Regions from separate parts of the Mus musculus genome. Here all the other regions are linked to region 1. A link is a contact called in public Hi-C and promoter capture Hi-C data. All regions are on one chromosome and are shown on one strand. The core of a region is the stretch at or near the end of the contact, and the rest is flanking DNA. Distances in the headings are between cores, read along the strand shown. Region 1 holds the start of Rdh12 (retinol dehydrogenase 12). Region 2 holds the start of Akap5 (A kinase (PRKA) anchor protein 5). Region 3 holds the start of Hspa2 (heat shock protein 2).

Region 1 (4,612 bases), core at 1,365-3,864:
ACCAGAGCTGGGCTGTGACTCAGTGTTAGAGAATGCAGTTAGCATGTATGAGGCTCTGTGTTCACTCTGTAGCATCAGACCCAACATCTCACACCAGGATTCTCCCATATGCCCAACAACCTGAAGGACAGCATTTCCCACTTGGGGAGGTGATTGTACCCCACAGTGAGCAGTTGACAATGTCTCGAGACATTTTTGATTGTCACAGGAGTAGTGCTTAGGCACTTTACTGAATAGAACCCAGACATCCTGCTAAACACTCTGCAGTATACAGAACAGTCCTTTACCATTTTATAATCCCCAAATGACAACTGCTACAGGTTACAGGTATGCTATAGGAGGAAGTCAATCACAGTTTGCCCTCAAAGCAAACAATTTTTTTATTTTAGAAAGTTGATGAGATATTTTACCCTTTAAGATCAAGAAGAGAGGCTGGAAAGATGGCTCAGTGGTGGTTAAGAGCACTGCTATTACAGGAGACCCTGATTTAACTCCCAGCACCCACACTGGGTGGCTCACCACTGTAAATAACTCCTGTACCAGAGAGATCCAAAGGCATCTGCGGACACCTGCATTCGTGGGTATATCTTCTCTATACATAATTTAAAATAAAATTTAAAAAGATGAAAAGAAAAAAGAGAAACAAAGACTTACTATTGAATAAACAAGATACAAGCAGGTCTGATGGCATAACATACCTTTAATCCTACACTTGGGAGGTAGAGGCAGGCTGAGTTCTATGAATATGACATCAGCCTGGTCTAGTACCAGACTAACCAGGGCTATATGGTAAGACCCTGACTCAAACCTTTCCCCTACCCAACACAAACAAACAAAAACCCACTACTGCCACCACCACCACCAAAAACAAAAAAACATTCTTTCATTCTGGGACAGTTTTGAGTGTGGCAGCAAACGGCTCCTGACTAGAAATGGACACATTATTGTACAAAAGATCTTTTGGGGAAACCACTGGGGGCCATGCTAGGCTCCTACTTTTCTCATCTGGATGCCAGGATATGTCATTGGAAGATGAAAAGAGGGGGAAGCGGAGGAGTGGAAGAAGAGGAAGAGGCATTTACAGTTTTCACACTTGCTCTTATTCTGTAGGCTCTGTTCTTACAGAATGTTCTAGACCATGGTGACATCGGCCACAGCTGTGTGACTCCACTTGACAAACCACCACCAAAGGTCAAATCAGAGAGTAGCCCCTCATCTCTGTTTTACAAAGCTGCTGTCCCACTGCTGTGTCCTCCCCTGAGTCCACCTGACCTGAGAATCATCTGAGGTGAGTGGCCCGAGTGGCCATGTGGAGACTTGCAACTGATAATCACTCCCATTGGATAATCAAGTAAACTGAGGCAGCAGAAAGACTCAATAACTTGCCCAGGACCTTGAAGCTTGAAGGATGCTGAGCTGGGATTTGAGTCAGGAATTTGAGTCTAGCTCGAGAATACTTAAACACTCTACTCTTGCTTGACATGTCGTTGGGTGTGTCAACTTCACTGAAGTGTAATGTAAAGAACACACACAAAATGCCCAAATCAAAAGCGCCCAACTCAGTGATTGTTCACAGTAAGCACACCTGTGTACTAGCACGAAGATCAAAGACCAGCACATTGCCAGCCCCACAGGACCTTCAGCCACTCCCTATTTCTTCCATTTATTTATTTTTAACTTTTACTTATTTAATTGGTTATATATACATGAGAGTGCAGGAATGCACAGGCTTCAGCATGTGTGGAGGTCACAGTGTCACTTGGAGAGTTGGCTGTGGGACCTGGGAACCAAACTCAGGTCACTGTGCCTGTTTGCTATTGCTGATACCTGCTGAGCCACTTTCCCTGCCCTGTTAATTTACTTTGGGGTTTGTAGGGACATGCATATGGAGATTAGAGAACAAGTTTTCAAAAGTCAGGTCACTCCTTTTACTTTGTCTTCGAAGCAAGGTTTGTGCGTACCTACCTCTTGATCCTGCAGTTCCACTTCCTCGAGGCTACCTGGCCTTTGAGCTCCAGTTTCCATTTTGAAGTAGGACTACTGTGGTTACAGACGGCAGCCACTCTTCTGGCCTGAGCTGCCACATCTGACTTCTACATGGATCCTGGGGATTGGACACATACCAACAAGCTCACATGGAAAGTGCTTTGACCTACTTAGCCATCCTTCTTACTATCTCTCTTCCATTTTTAATCACACATATTTCAAGCATCATTAGGACTTGGAGGATTTTTTTTTTGTTTGTTCGCATGCTTGCTTTTTTCTTTGTTTTGTTTTTTTTGGTTTGGTTTTGTTTTGACACAGTTTATTATGTTGTTTAGGCCAGTCTTGAACTACAGACTCAAGTGATCATCTGCTTCAGCCTGCCAAATACGTTGATTATAAGACGTTGTCACTATGCCTGGCTTTTTTGAAGCCTGCTGATAATGTGTAACATATTCTATCTTGAAAATAGCGTGTTGAGGAGGAACTCCAGTATTGCCAAATTCTCACTGCCAATATAAGGTGAAGCCCTAATCTTTCCTTAAGCCCCACCCCTCTAGGACTACAACTCCCAGGAGGCTGTGCTCTGGCGGCTCTCGGATTTAAGTAAGATTCTGGGCATTGCTTAAGCCAGCCAGTTGCTGAGTGTCCCAGAGTGAGAGGAACCAAGAACCAACAGAAGCTGCCAGGAATTGGAGCCAGAGAAGGATCCTCGGGCTAGGTTGAGGGTGGGAAGCAGCAACTAAGAAAGTTGACAAGATGCTGTTTATCTTGGTACTGCTTACGTCCTTCCTCTCCATCTTGTATCTGACAGCTCCATCCATCAGGTTTGTTTTAATCCAGCAACTCAAAGATACTTTACGAAGATGGTTTTGACTTCTAAAAGAAGAAGGAGGGAAGGTGGCGGAGGCGAGATTAGTACATTAAAAACAGGAAAGGAGGGGTTCTGGATGCCTCTGCAGAAAACGAGAAGGAAGCACCTGGGTGGGAGGAGGTGGGGCTGATTTGAATTCGGATGCCGAGGAAGGAGGAAGGCGGAGTAGATGAGTCCTGTGGCACTTTCCTCTGATTCCTTTAGGTTTCTCTGACACTTTCCTTTTCTTTTCTGTCCCTAGATGAGGTGAGTGTCATGGGGACTTCATCGTTAAGGGACTCCTTGTCAAGTCTTAGGCACTCTGGAAAGGAAGCAAACTCTCTTCCCTTGATACTTCTCTCAAGAAGTGTTTTGGAAATGATTCACTGGGGATTTGTGGAGGTGCCAAGAAATGGCTATTCTATGTGGGGGCTTTAAATTTTGTTGATGATTAGAAAGGTTAGGAGCCAGGTGTGGTTGTACGTGCCTTTAATCCGAGCACTCAGGAAGCAGAAGCAGAAAGAACTCTGAATTAGAGGACAGACTGATCTACAGAGCGAGTTCCAGGGCAGCCAGGGCTATACAGAGAGACCCTGTCTTGAACCTTTGCCCCCTGACCTGACCCCACCCCCACCCCAAAGGAAGGTTAGATAGGCATACTGAGGACAGAGTGTCAAAGTGTCATACTTGGTCCCGGCCACCCTTAGAAATGACTTAAACATCTTTGGGCTTCAGAGGTTTTTTTTGTTTGCTTGTGTGTGTTTGTTTTTGTAATATAGAAGTAATACTGAAATGGCAGGGGAAATTAATATAAATGGCATATGGAAAGATAATATGTATGGAAAATGTGGAAAGATAGTGAGTGCAGAAACTATTTAGCATGGAGGTAGACTGGGTGCAGAAAGTGTTTAAACCTAGACAGAAAATGTATAGAAAATCAAGCCTGGGATAGACCTCATGAGTGTAGAAAAGTGTCTAGCCTAGTCTAAATATTGGGTGTAGAAAGTCTAGCCTAGGCTAGACAGTGCATGTAGAAAATATCAAGAAAAGACAGTGTATAGAAAGTGTCTAGCTCAGTGTCTGCCATCCAGTGATGTTCAGGAAGTATTCTAGACTCTCTGGTCTTGTTTTCAACAAGAAAGCTTTCTCTGTGTGCCAATGGCCTAAATAAAATCCATAATAAAGTGCCAGAAAGTCACTCAGGATGCTCTCTCTCTAAACAAAAAAGACAACTGAGAGGGAAGTAGTTAATGTGTCAACCCAGATGCTATCTGCTAGTTCCTATAGTAACTATTGGAGCCATAGGGCTCAGGACCATTGAGTCCTCTAATGTGTATCACCCATGTGATTCCAATGTGGGTCAGAGGAGGAAGCTGACCCGTGGAAGTCTAGAGATTAGACTGATAGCGTTTTTATCTGACAAGGAATGTCTCCATTGGCCCTGGCTCAGGAGCATTTTCTCTGCTTGCTCAGGTGACTATTTTTAGCTTCTGGACACATGACCTTTCAATTCTTGTCTATGAGCTGGCCACTACCTTGCCCAACCAAAAAGTGGTCCATGCAAATTAATTTCTAACGATGATAAAGTCTTATTTATAACTCCAAGTTAAAGGCCTCCCTCTTTGGGTTTATGTGGCCTTTTTCTTTAATGCATCTCAGCGTGACTTTGGGGAAATGGTGGATGATTTTCCTTCCTTTGGCGACAGGAAGTTCTTTGCTGGTGGAGTTTGTACAACAAATGTCCAGATCCCAGGGAAGGTAGTGGTCATCACAGGT
Region 2 (4,612 bases), core at 820-3,319, 2.9 Mb before region 1:
CTACCAAAAACGGTTAACATATAACCGGCTTGCGGGTATAAAGTCATTTCACACATCTGTGCTTGCTGGATGAACAAAGCTAACTCATTTGGATTTTTTTTTGAGATGGGATCTCATGTAGTCCAGGCTGGCCTTAGATTCCCTGTGTAGCCAAGGATGGCTTTGAAAAGTCTCATCCTGCTGTCTCTACCTCCTAAGTACTGAGATCACAGGCTTGTTTCACCCTGTCCAAACCGCACACTGGCAAGTGTGTGTGTGTGTGTGTGTGTGTGCGCACTCGCGTGCACGCAGAGGGCTTACAGGGGCCAGAAGAGGATCCCCTGGAGTTAAAGGCAGTTATAGAGAACTGAAATGTGCGCTGGGAATTGAACTCTGATTCTCTGCAAATCAAGAACTCTCTTTTTAAAATTATTTTTCTTTTATGTACATTGGTGTTTTGCCTGCATGTGTGAGGGAGTCATATTCCATGGAAAAAAGTCAGAGACAGTTATGAGCTGCCATGTGGGTGCTGGGAGTTGAATCTGGGTCCTCCCGGTCTGTTTTGTGCCTTAAGAGTTTATTCCTTATCAGGTCTGGTTGGAGTAAATCTAGACTAGAGAGTCTGAGGAAGGTAAAATATATTCCTTGAAAAACCATCCCCAAGTGGACATCTGATATTGACCTCTCAAAGGTCATGGTCCACTTAAGAAAGGGGACAGGGTCTTGTTCTTCCGCGTCCCTGGGGCTTTCGAGCTCTGTGCTAGGAGGAGCCCTGGAGGAGGCTGAGGCCTGCTGGAGTACCACATCCATGCTGACAGGTGAGCACAGAACATGGCCCATGTGACATCTCATATCAGAACCGCGGCTGGATTACTGTTTCCTTTAGGACATCCCTTGGGGTCTGCTTACCTTGTTCCTCTCAAGTGGGGACGGAGATGAGGGTGCTCACTATTCCAGCCCCATTTGGAGCAAAGGGTATTTGCCTGGTGTGCACAGAGCCTGAGGTTTGGACATGGTGAAACAAGCCTGTCAGAGTGTGTGTGTGACTTACAGGGTCTCAGCTTGAAAACATCCCAAAGCCACAGGCCCTGAGCTGGGGAGGCCACACCTTTGTGTGCACAGAGCCATATTTGTGCTGGTTCCCACCTGAGCTGACACCTTCCTGTTCCAGAGTGAGGACTGTACCAGTACCAGGTTGAGGTTCTGTTTAGTGAGTTTATTTCTGTTTCTCACCATATATATATAATTTTCTCCATAGCCAGGTGCAGCTTCTGAGGTGGAGGTGGGTGAATCTCAGTGAGTTCAATACCAGGCTGGTTCACAATGAGTTTCAGGTCGGTCGTACAGAGCTACACAAATAAAATGTCTGCCAGTGGATGGTGGCACAGGCCTTTAATCCCAGTACTCTGGAGGCAGAGACAGGTGGATCCCTGTGAGTTTAAGGCCAGCCTGGTCTACAGAGTGAGTCCCAGGACAAGCAAGGCTACACAGACAAACCCTGTCTCGACAAAATAAATAAAATAAAATCCTCCCCCGGCCCCTTATTGTCTCTGTACTGTTATGAATCTTGCTTTTTAATTTTGTTTTTGCAAAAGATCCAGCTAGGGCTGGTTACAGGTGGTTGTGAGCCGCCTAATGTGGGTGTATGGGGATCGATCTTAAACCCCCTGGAAGAGAAATACGTGCTGTTCACCGCTGAGCCATCTTTCCCATCAATCTTTATCTGTAGATATGCTTTCTACCTTGTCTTTAATGTTCCAGGGGGGATTCACGGTGGGAGCCTTATAAATTCAAACAAGGTTTTTACGGATGTGCGTCTCAGGAAATGAGGGGTTTCTACCCTCTTGCAGTCCTCCTGCTTTGCTTTAGTGGTCCCTCCACCCTGGTCCTGATGTCTTTATGCAGCGGTGATGCGTCCGGGGCGGGAGCACGGAGGTCTCTCCCAGGCCGCTGGGCAGTCGGCTGGCAGGTGGCTGGCTGAGTTCACCCCGCCCCCGGCCCTAGCCCCGCCCCACTGCTCCACGCGCATTGGCGCGACCAGCTGTCTCTCTCCGCGCTGGGGAGGGGGCGCGCGGCTGCGGTCCCTCTGCAGAGGGCTGCGCGCTCCGCGGTCTCCGGGGCTCTCCGTTGTTTGGGCCCGTGCTCCTCGACCTCGGGAGCAGAGCTGGCCAGAGACCGCGACGATCTGGGTAAGTAGAGGCAAGACTAGAGGCTCTGGGTCAGAATCTGGTGCACTGAGCCCTGGTAACGGCGGCAGACCCCGGGTCCTGGTCACCAGATTGTGAGGGACACGACTGCAAGGTCGCCGATCCTCAGACGGCTCCAGGTGGGTGACCCTGGGCTGTTCTGCCGCCCGCTCGCTTCGCACGAGTTGCAGCTGCTGCTTTGGCACCGGCTGCCTACCTAACCCTTTTCCTTTAGGGGTTTTCTGGGGAACTGTGATTTTCGGCTCCGGGCTATGATAGTTCTGCAGATAGCTTGAAGCTGGGCTATCTATTCCACGCCCCCGGTATTTTCCTTTCTGAGCACTTTATCCTGAGCTCTGTCTCCTGCCATAGGGGCGTCAAGCTTGGAGAATCCTTCCTCCAGGAGGAAGCTTCGCGGTTCGTGTCTAGTGCTGGGAAGGGTTCCTTGCTCTGTTCAGATAGTGGTTGCTCTCTGTTGCTCAAGGGGAGAAGGGTGGTGGTTGTTTTCTGTGGTCTTGGACAGGAGATTCTGCCAGGAAAGGACAGCAGGGACTTTAAGGTTTCCAAGACAATAATGGTCCTCTCGAAGGTAAAGGTGAATCATTTGCAGTCTTAACACTCTGCAAAGTTTTAATGCCTGCAGGCTGCATCCTTTCCCTGCCTCGCCTACACTTGTTGGGGTGTTGATCTCTACAGTGATGTACATTAAAAGAAACCTCTCGTGCAACCATCTAGGCCATTTAGGTTAGTTTCAGAGACTTTCCGGAATATAATCTCATTTGAATATTTCTTCTATTAATACACACACTTAGAAGGAATGATCTCTAGAGCGCTGGAGGCTCAGGGAAAGAAGACGTGGAAGCCATTAAGACTGGGTTCTAGTTCTAGTGCTAGGGTGTGTGAGGAGAGACTGCAAATGTTATACTGGTCCCATCATTCTAGAATTTTATGTTTCTTTGTAGAAAGATGAAGCTTTCAATACTTACCCTTAAAAAAACAAAAGAAAAGCCTTAGCTCTTAAAACGGTTTTTCAGGGTTCCAGTTCTACAGAGAATTGGGAACTGGTACCCAAGTGAAAGCTCTGTGAAGAATATGCATGAAAGGCTCCCCTGCGCCTAACTCAGGGCTCAGCACCTAAAATGCACGGAGCTGTTGTTAGCTAGTCATTCCAGGTCCTCATTCCTTAAGCCTTGCCATTCTGTGGACTATTACTTTTTTTGGTGGCACTGGGGCTCAAACCCAGAATCTTGTGGCACGTTAGGCCAATGTTCTGTCACTAAGCTATGTGTCAGTTTAGTTTTACATGTTTTTCTGAGACAGGGTCTCACGTAGCTGGTGCTGTCTTCAACTCTACTATGTAGCTCTGTGGATGGCCTTGATTGAGACTCCTGCCTCCACCTCCCACTTGCTGGAATTACAGTCACGCGTGGTCACAAGCAGCCTCAGATTAGCATTTTAAAGCAATTTACTTTCTCTTGGACCTCGAGGCGCAGTGAAAGAACGCAGTTCAGAAACAGGCAGTCTTGGGTTAAATCTGAGCGCTGTTGCCACCGACAAGCTTTGTAGTCTCAGGCAGGCAGACTGCTTAACTGCAGATGGAGATATCACCACCTCCTCACTCTGCAACACTGCGGTGCAGGTTAGAGATGTATGTGAAAGTGCTCAGCGCTGCTGCCTCGTACACGGGAGTCGCGCAACCGACGTTGGCTGGAACCGTCACTAACTTACCTCCAGCTGTGTGCAGTTACAGTGGGGAAACATGAGTAGCAGGCACTTCACTGAAGATGTCAAAGTTACACAACGACTTTTAAGAGTAGAGAATGACAGCGATGCTAGATTTTTTTTTTTTCTGAGAGTATGTATGGAAAGTAGCGCCTCCTTGGTGAAATGTATGTACATTTTTAGAACAGAAACCTTATGCTACAATAGAACGAACACCAGAGAGTCAGATTTTCTACTTCTAACTCTGGCTAGGTCCTCATCTAGCTGAAGGCTTTCTGCAAGCTCTAGCTGCCCACTGGGAGCTCACGTTGATCATTAATTCATCGTGAGCCATCTCCCATGTCCCTCGTAGTACCAGCGTTCTTCGTGGTATGTGATGAGACAGTACTCAGGCTTCCCTACCACACTGCCCTCTCTTTTCTTGTTATTTGCTAAACTTTCCATATGGGACCATAAACAATTCTTGGAGAAGATAACTGGGCACACTAGCAGAGTGACCTCAAACAAAATCTGAGCAAAATGAGTTCACACTCAAATCTTTTTGATAGGGTAAAACCAAGCCTCGCTTTTTAGCCCTAAGTTGTTGTAGTATGTACTTTCTGTGGAATGCATGCACCATATGATACAGTTTATATTAAAAATAATAGGCTTCCTCCAGGCAGTGGTGGCGAACGCCTTTAATCTCAGCACTTGGGAGGCAGAGGCAGGTGCATCTCTGAGTTTGA
Region 3 (4,612 bases), core at 1,070-3,569, 2.8 Mb before region 1:
CAGTGCCCTTGGAGGCCAGAAGAGGGCGTTGGATCCTATTGAACTGGAGGTACAAATGTTTGTTAGTCCTCATCTTAGGATGCTGAGAACTGAACCCAGGCCCTCTATAAGAGCAAGCTGCTAGCTTCTTAACTGCTGAGACATCTCTCCAGCCCGCTACCTTCCATATTTAAAGATTCATTTAAAAATATTATAATAATAACAATAATATAATAAAGGTGTTTTGTCTACATGGATGTGTACCATCTGCTTGCCTGAGGTTTATTTATTTTTTTACTTATGTATGTATGTATGTATGTGCGTGCCTTTATGAGTTTATGTGCACTTGAATACAAAAGCCCAAGGACGTCAGAGAGTGGTGACATTCCCTAGAACTGGAGTTAATGGTGGTTGTGAACCGCCATATGCATGTTGGGAACAGAACCCAGGACCCTGCAAGAGTAGTTAGTCCCCTTCCTAGCTGAGCCATCCCTTCAGCTCCATCCCCTCTCTTCCTCTTCGCTGAATTTCCCCAGAGCTGGGTATATAAGCACAGACTATCACATATGGTCTGATATTTTCTTTAATCCTTTCCTATTTCAAGTTTTTCTTCAGTTTCTTTCATGGAAAATAGAGAACTGCAGTTGCCAATGGCAAACGTGGTTTTGAAACTGTAAATTACATATAGGAATAGAAAGAATCTTTAAAACTTTCCCGATTAAGTTTTGTAGAACTCTGAGCTGGAGAGATGGCTCCGAGGGTAAGCACACTTACTGCTTCACCAAAGGACCTGGGTTCAGTTCCCAGCATCTGTGTCAGGTGGCTCAGGACCAAATGTCACTCTAGCTCTAGGGTCTCTAATTCTGGCCTCTGCACCACATTGCATACACACACACAGATAATTTTTTTTTTAATCAAAAGCTCTTTTAAAGTTTTTTATTGAATTCTGTCAACATTACCTTTTAGACAACGAAAACTTTCATGTTTCTCATACTGTCTTCTCCATCACTGTCTCACACGACTTACTGGCCAGTTTCAGAGGGGTGCTTCTTTCCTGGAGCTTCGAAGACAAAAACAAACAAACTAACAAACACCCCAAAGCACAAAAAGTTGCTTAACATATCCAGATTCTAATCTTCAATTCTGAACTCTTCTGCCCTCCTCGTCGCCCACATTCCACCACCTCAACCTCGATAAAGAATGCTTTTCTTACTCTCCTTTGCAGGAGTTAGGCATGTCACCTCCTCAGGGATGCTTTGATGTTTTCCCCTCAGGCTCTGTGTGCCCCTCCCTGCCCTCTGTTGTCACCGGACTGGCTTACCCCCTTATCACACGACTTAGGCCCGTTTCCCTTGTTCTTTTCATCTCATATTGGGCACCTGTCAAAGTTTTACAGCGACGACTGTCCTCAGCTTCCCATCCGTAAGGCGAGGCGGTCGTTCTACATTACAGGTCTCCGTTTTCCTGTAGGGAGTCCTTTTACAGGAGCCAGCTTCTGCCCACCCCCTTGTTCCAGAGAATACTTTCCAAAATTATTCTCAGATTCCGGCTAAACAAGTGCCAAAGACTCTTTTTCATCTACTTCCTCTCACAAGTCTGTGCTGCCAACCTATTCTTCTCATTCAACCGAACTCCGCGCAAAAGGACTAATTCCTTAACAAGATCACGCGTGCGGGGACGGGAGTCAGAGGGGTGACACTGGCTTATTACGCAGTGCCACCAAGAAGTCAAAACCGCCCATTAGGGCGCCTGAAAGAAAATAAACTAGGAAAGCCGAGGGAGAAAGTTGGGCGGAGGCGGCTCGCGAGCCGTAGCCGCTCGCGCTGCGCGGGAAGCCACCCGCCTCCCGGGTAAGCACCCCGCATCCTTCCCCGGTCGCGCACTTTCTGAGACGCGCTGGGAAGGGGGAGGGGTACTGACTCGTACCCGCCCAACTTCGCAGTCCCCGCCCTGGAACCGCCCCTCACCCAGCCCCAGTCCCCGCTACAGGAACAGCAGGGGCAGGGAAGGCGAGAACCGATCCCAGCCGTTCTGTATTCGATGCAACCGCCCTAGAAGGAATTCGGGCCCCGGGAGCCGAGTCAGTGGCGGCACCCGACACCGAACGGTACAGAAACCCTTTCGGAGGCCAGCGCCCCTTCCGTGCTGCCTCCGCGCGCCCCGCCCCGCGCCTCCCTGCCACACGCTTCGGATTCTGCGCTGCTCATTGGGCATCTGCCCCGCCAATCTGAAAGATGTTAGCGAATCACGCTTTAGAAAAGGCAAAGAGAACGGGAAAGGGGGCTTTCACACTGGCTCCCCTGGCGCGAGCTTAACGCCCCCAAAGCGGCTGGAGGCACTGGGCGGGGCTTCATTTGCATAACGGCCGCCCCTTGGTCTCCCTGCCCAAGGCTGGCGTCAAGCGCCTCACCCAACTAGATATCAGTTGGACCACCGGCTGGTCACTCCGACCAGGCAAGCCTGTGGGAGCGCCGGACGGGTTGGAGCGGGCGGGCCCGGGGACCGATTGGCTCTGAGAGTTTCCAGCAGGCAGGGAGGAGGGGACTATAAGAACCAGAAGCCCCGTAGAGGTCTCCGGGAGACGCTAGTCGCGCTCGTGGAGAGTTGTGAGAAGCGACCGTTGGCTCAGGTCCCGGCTTGCGCTTGCCTCTCCTGACGCTTTCGTCCTAACGTTGCTTTGCCTGTTTTTTCAGTCAGGATGTCTGCCCGCGGCCCGGCTATCGGCATCGACCTGGGCACCACTTACTCGTGCGTGGGGGTATTCCAACATGGCAAGGTGGAGATCATCGCCAACGACCAGGGTAACCGCACCACCCCCAGCTACGTGGCCTTCACTGACACCGAGCGTCTCATCGGCGACGCCGCCAAGAACCAAGTGGCCATGAACCCCACAAACACCATCTTCGACGCCAAGCGGCTGATCGGACGGAAGTTCGAGGACGCCACAGTGCAGTCCGATATGAAGCACTGGCCGTTCCGAGTGGTGAGCGAAGGTGGGAAGCCCAAAGTGCAGGTGGAATATAAAGGGGAGATGAAGACCTTCTTCCCTGAGGAGATTTCTTCCATGGTCCTCACTAAGATGAAGGAGATCGCCGAAGCCTACCTGGGGGGCAAGGTGCAGAGCGCAGTCATCACTGTTCCTGCCTATTTCAACGACTCGCAGCGCCAGGCCACCAAGGATGCGGGCACCATCACCGGCCTCAACGTGTTGCGCATCATCAATGAGCCCACAGCAGCGGCCATCGCCTACGGCCTGGATAAGAAGGGCTGTGCGGGCGGCGAGAAGAACGTGCTCATCTTTGACCTGGGCGGGGGCACCTTCGATGTGTCCATCCTGACCATCGAGGATGGCATCTTTGAGGTGAAGTCCACGGCCGGCGATACCCACCTGGGTGGCGAAGACTTCGACAACCGTATGGTCAGCCACCTGGCGGAGGAGTTCAAGCGCAAACACAAGAAGGACATTGGGCCCAACAAGCGCGCTGTGCGCCGGCTGCGCACCGCCTGCGAGCGCGCTAAGCGCACCCTGAGCTCGTCCACGCAGGCCAGCATAGAGATCGACTCGCTCTACGAGGGCGTGGATTTCTACACGTCCATCACCCGCGCCCGCTTCGAGGAGCTCAACGCCGATCTCTTCCGAGGGACCCTGGAGCCGGTGGAAAAGGCGCTGCGCGATGCCAAGCTAGACAAGGGCCAGATCCAGGAGATAGTGCTGGTGGGCGGCTCAACCCGCATCCCTAAGATCCAGAAGCTCCTGCAAGATTTCTTCAACGGCAAGGAGCTGAACAAGAGCATTAATCCCGACGAGGCGGTGGCCTACGGCGCCGCTGTGCAGGCGGCTATCCTCATCGGCGACAAGTCGGAAAATGTGCAGGATCTGCTGTTACTCGACGTGACTCCATTGTCGCTCGGCATCGAAACAGCTGGCGGTGTCATGACCCCACTCATCAAGAGAAACACCACGATCCCCACCAAGCAGACGCAGACCTTCACTACCTACTCAGACAACCAGAGCAGCGTGCTGGTGCAAGTGTACGAGGGCGAACGGGCCATGACCAAGGACAATAACCTCTTGGGCAAGTTCGACCTGACTGGGATCCCCCCAGCACCCCGTGGGGTCCCCCAGATCGAGGTCACCTTTGACATCGATGCCAACGGCATCCTTAACGTCACTGCTGCCGACAAGAGCACCGGTAAAGAAAATAAAATCACCATAACCAACGACAAGGGTCGGCTGAGCAAAGACGACATTGACCGGATGGTGCAGGAGGCGGAGCGGTACAAATCGGAAGATGAAGCAAATCGCGATCGCGTGGCAGCCAAAAATGCGGTGGAGTCCTATACCTACAACATCAAGCAGACCGTGGAAGACGAGAAACTGAGGGGCAAGATTAGCGAGCAGGACAAAAACAAGATCCTCGACAAGTGTCAGGAGGTGATCAACTGGCTTGACCGAAACCAGATGGCAGAGAAAGATGAGTACGAACACAAGCAGAAAGAGCTTGAGAGAGTGTGCAACCCCATCATCAGCAAACTTTACCAAGGCGGTCCAGGCGGCGGCGGCTCCTCTGGAGGGCCCACCATCGAGGAAGTGGACTAGGCTTGCGCTGGAGTCCGCGTAAACCTCTTTTCC

The links. Promoter capture Hi-C pulls out the DNA fragments that hold promoters and counts their contacts. A called contact is a pair of places that touch in the nucleus more often than the background predicts.
Region 2: a promoter capture Hi-C map of liver shows a contact between it and region 1, with 2.6 times the contacts expected there. The contact joins the promoter of Akap5 here to the promoter of Rdh12 in region 1. A contact is called at or near these places in 2 of 39 promoter capture datasets (both in liver).
Region 3: a contact with region 1 is called in a Hi-C map of B cells, with 5 read pairs. The contact joins the promoter of Hspa2 here to the promoter of Rdh12 in region 1. A contact is called at or near these places in 1 of 39 promoter capture datasets (liver) and 1 of 484 Hi-C or Micro-C datasets (B cells).

The regions. Positions count from the first base shown.
Region 1 is chr12:79,206,299-79,210,910 of GRCm38.p6, forward strand. Rdh12 (retinol dehydrogenase 12) reads left to right here and starts at 2,615. Exons shown (of 7, transcript NM_030017.4): 1 at 2,615-2,810; 2 at 4,543-4,612. The coding sequence starts at 2,743.
Region 2 is chr12:76,322,822-76,327,433 of GRCm38.p6, forward strand. It overlaps Akap5 (A kinase (PRKA) anchor protein 5), which reads left to right and starts at 2,070. Exons shown (of 2, transcript NM_001101471.1): 1 at 2,070-2,168. Gm40443 (a long non-coding RNA gene) reads right to left here and starts at 343. Exons shown (of 3, transcript XR_001780628.2): 1 at 1-343.
Region 3 is chr12:76,401,857-76,406,468 of GRCm38.p6, forward strand. Hspa2 (heat shock protein 2) reads left to right here and starts at 2,320. Exons shown (of 2, transcript NM_001002012.1): 1 at 2,320-2,433; 2 at 2,673-4,612. The coding sequence starts at 2,678. The coding sequence ends at 4,579. 4930426I24Rik (RIKEN cDNA 4930426I24 gene) reads right to left here and starts at 2,138. Exons shown (of 4, transcript NR_166810.1): 1 at 1,301-2,138; 2 at 939-1,039.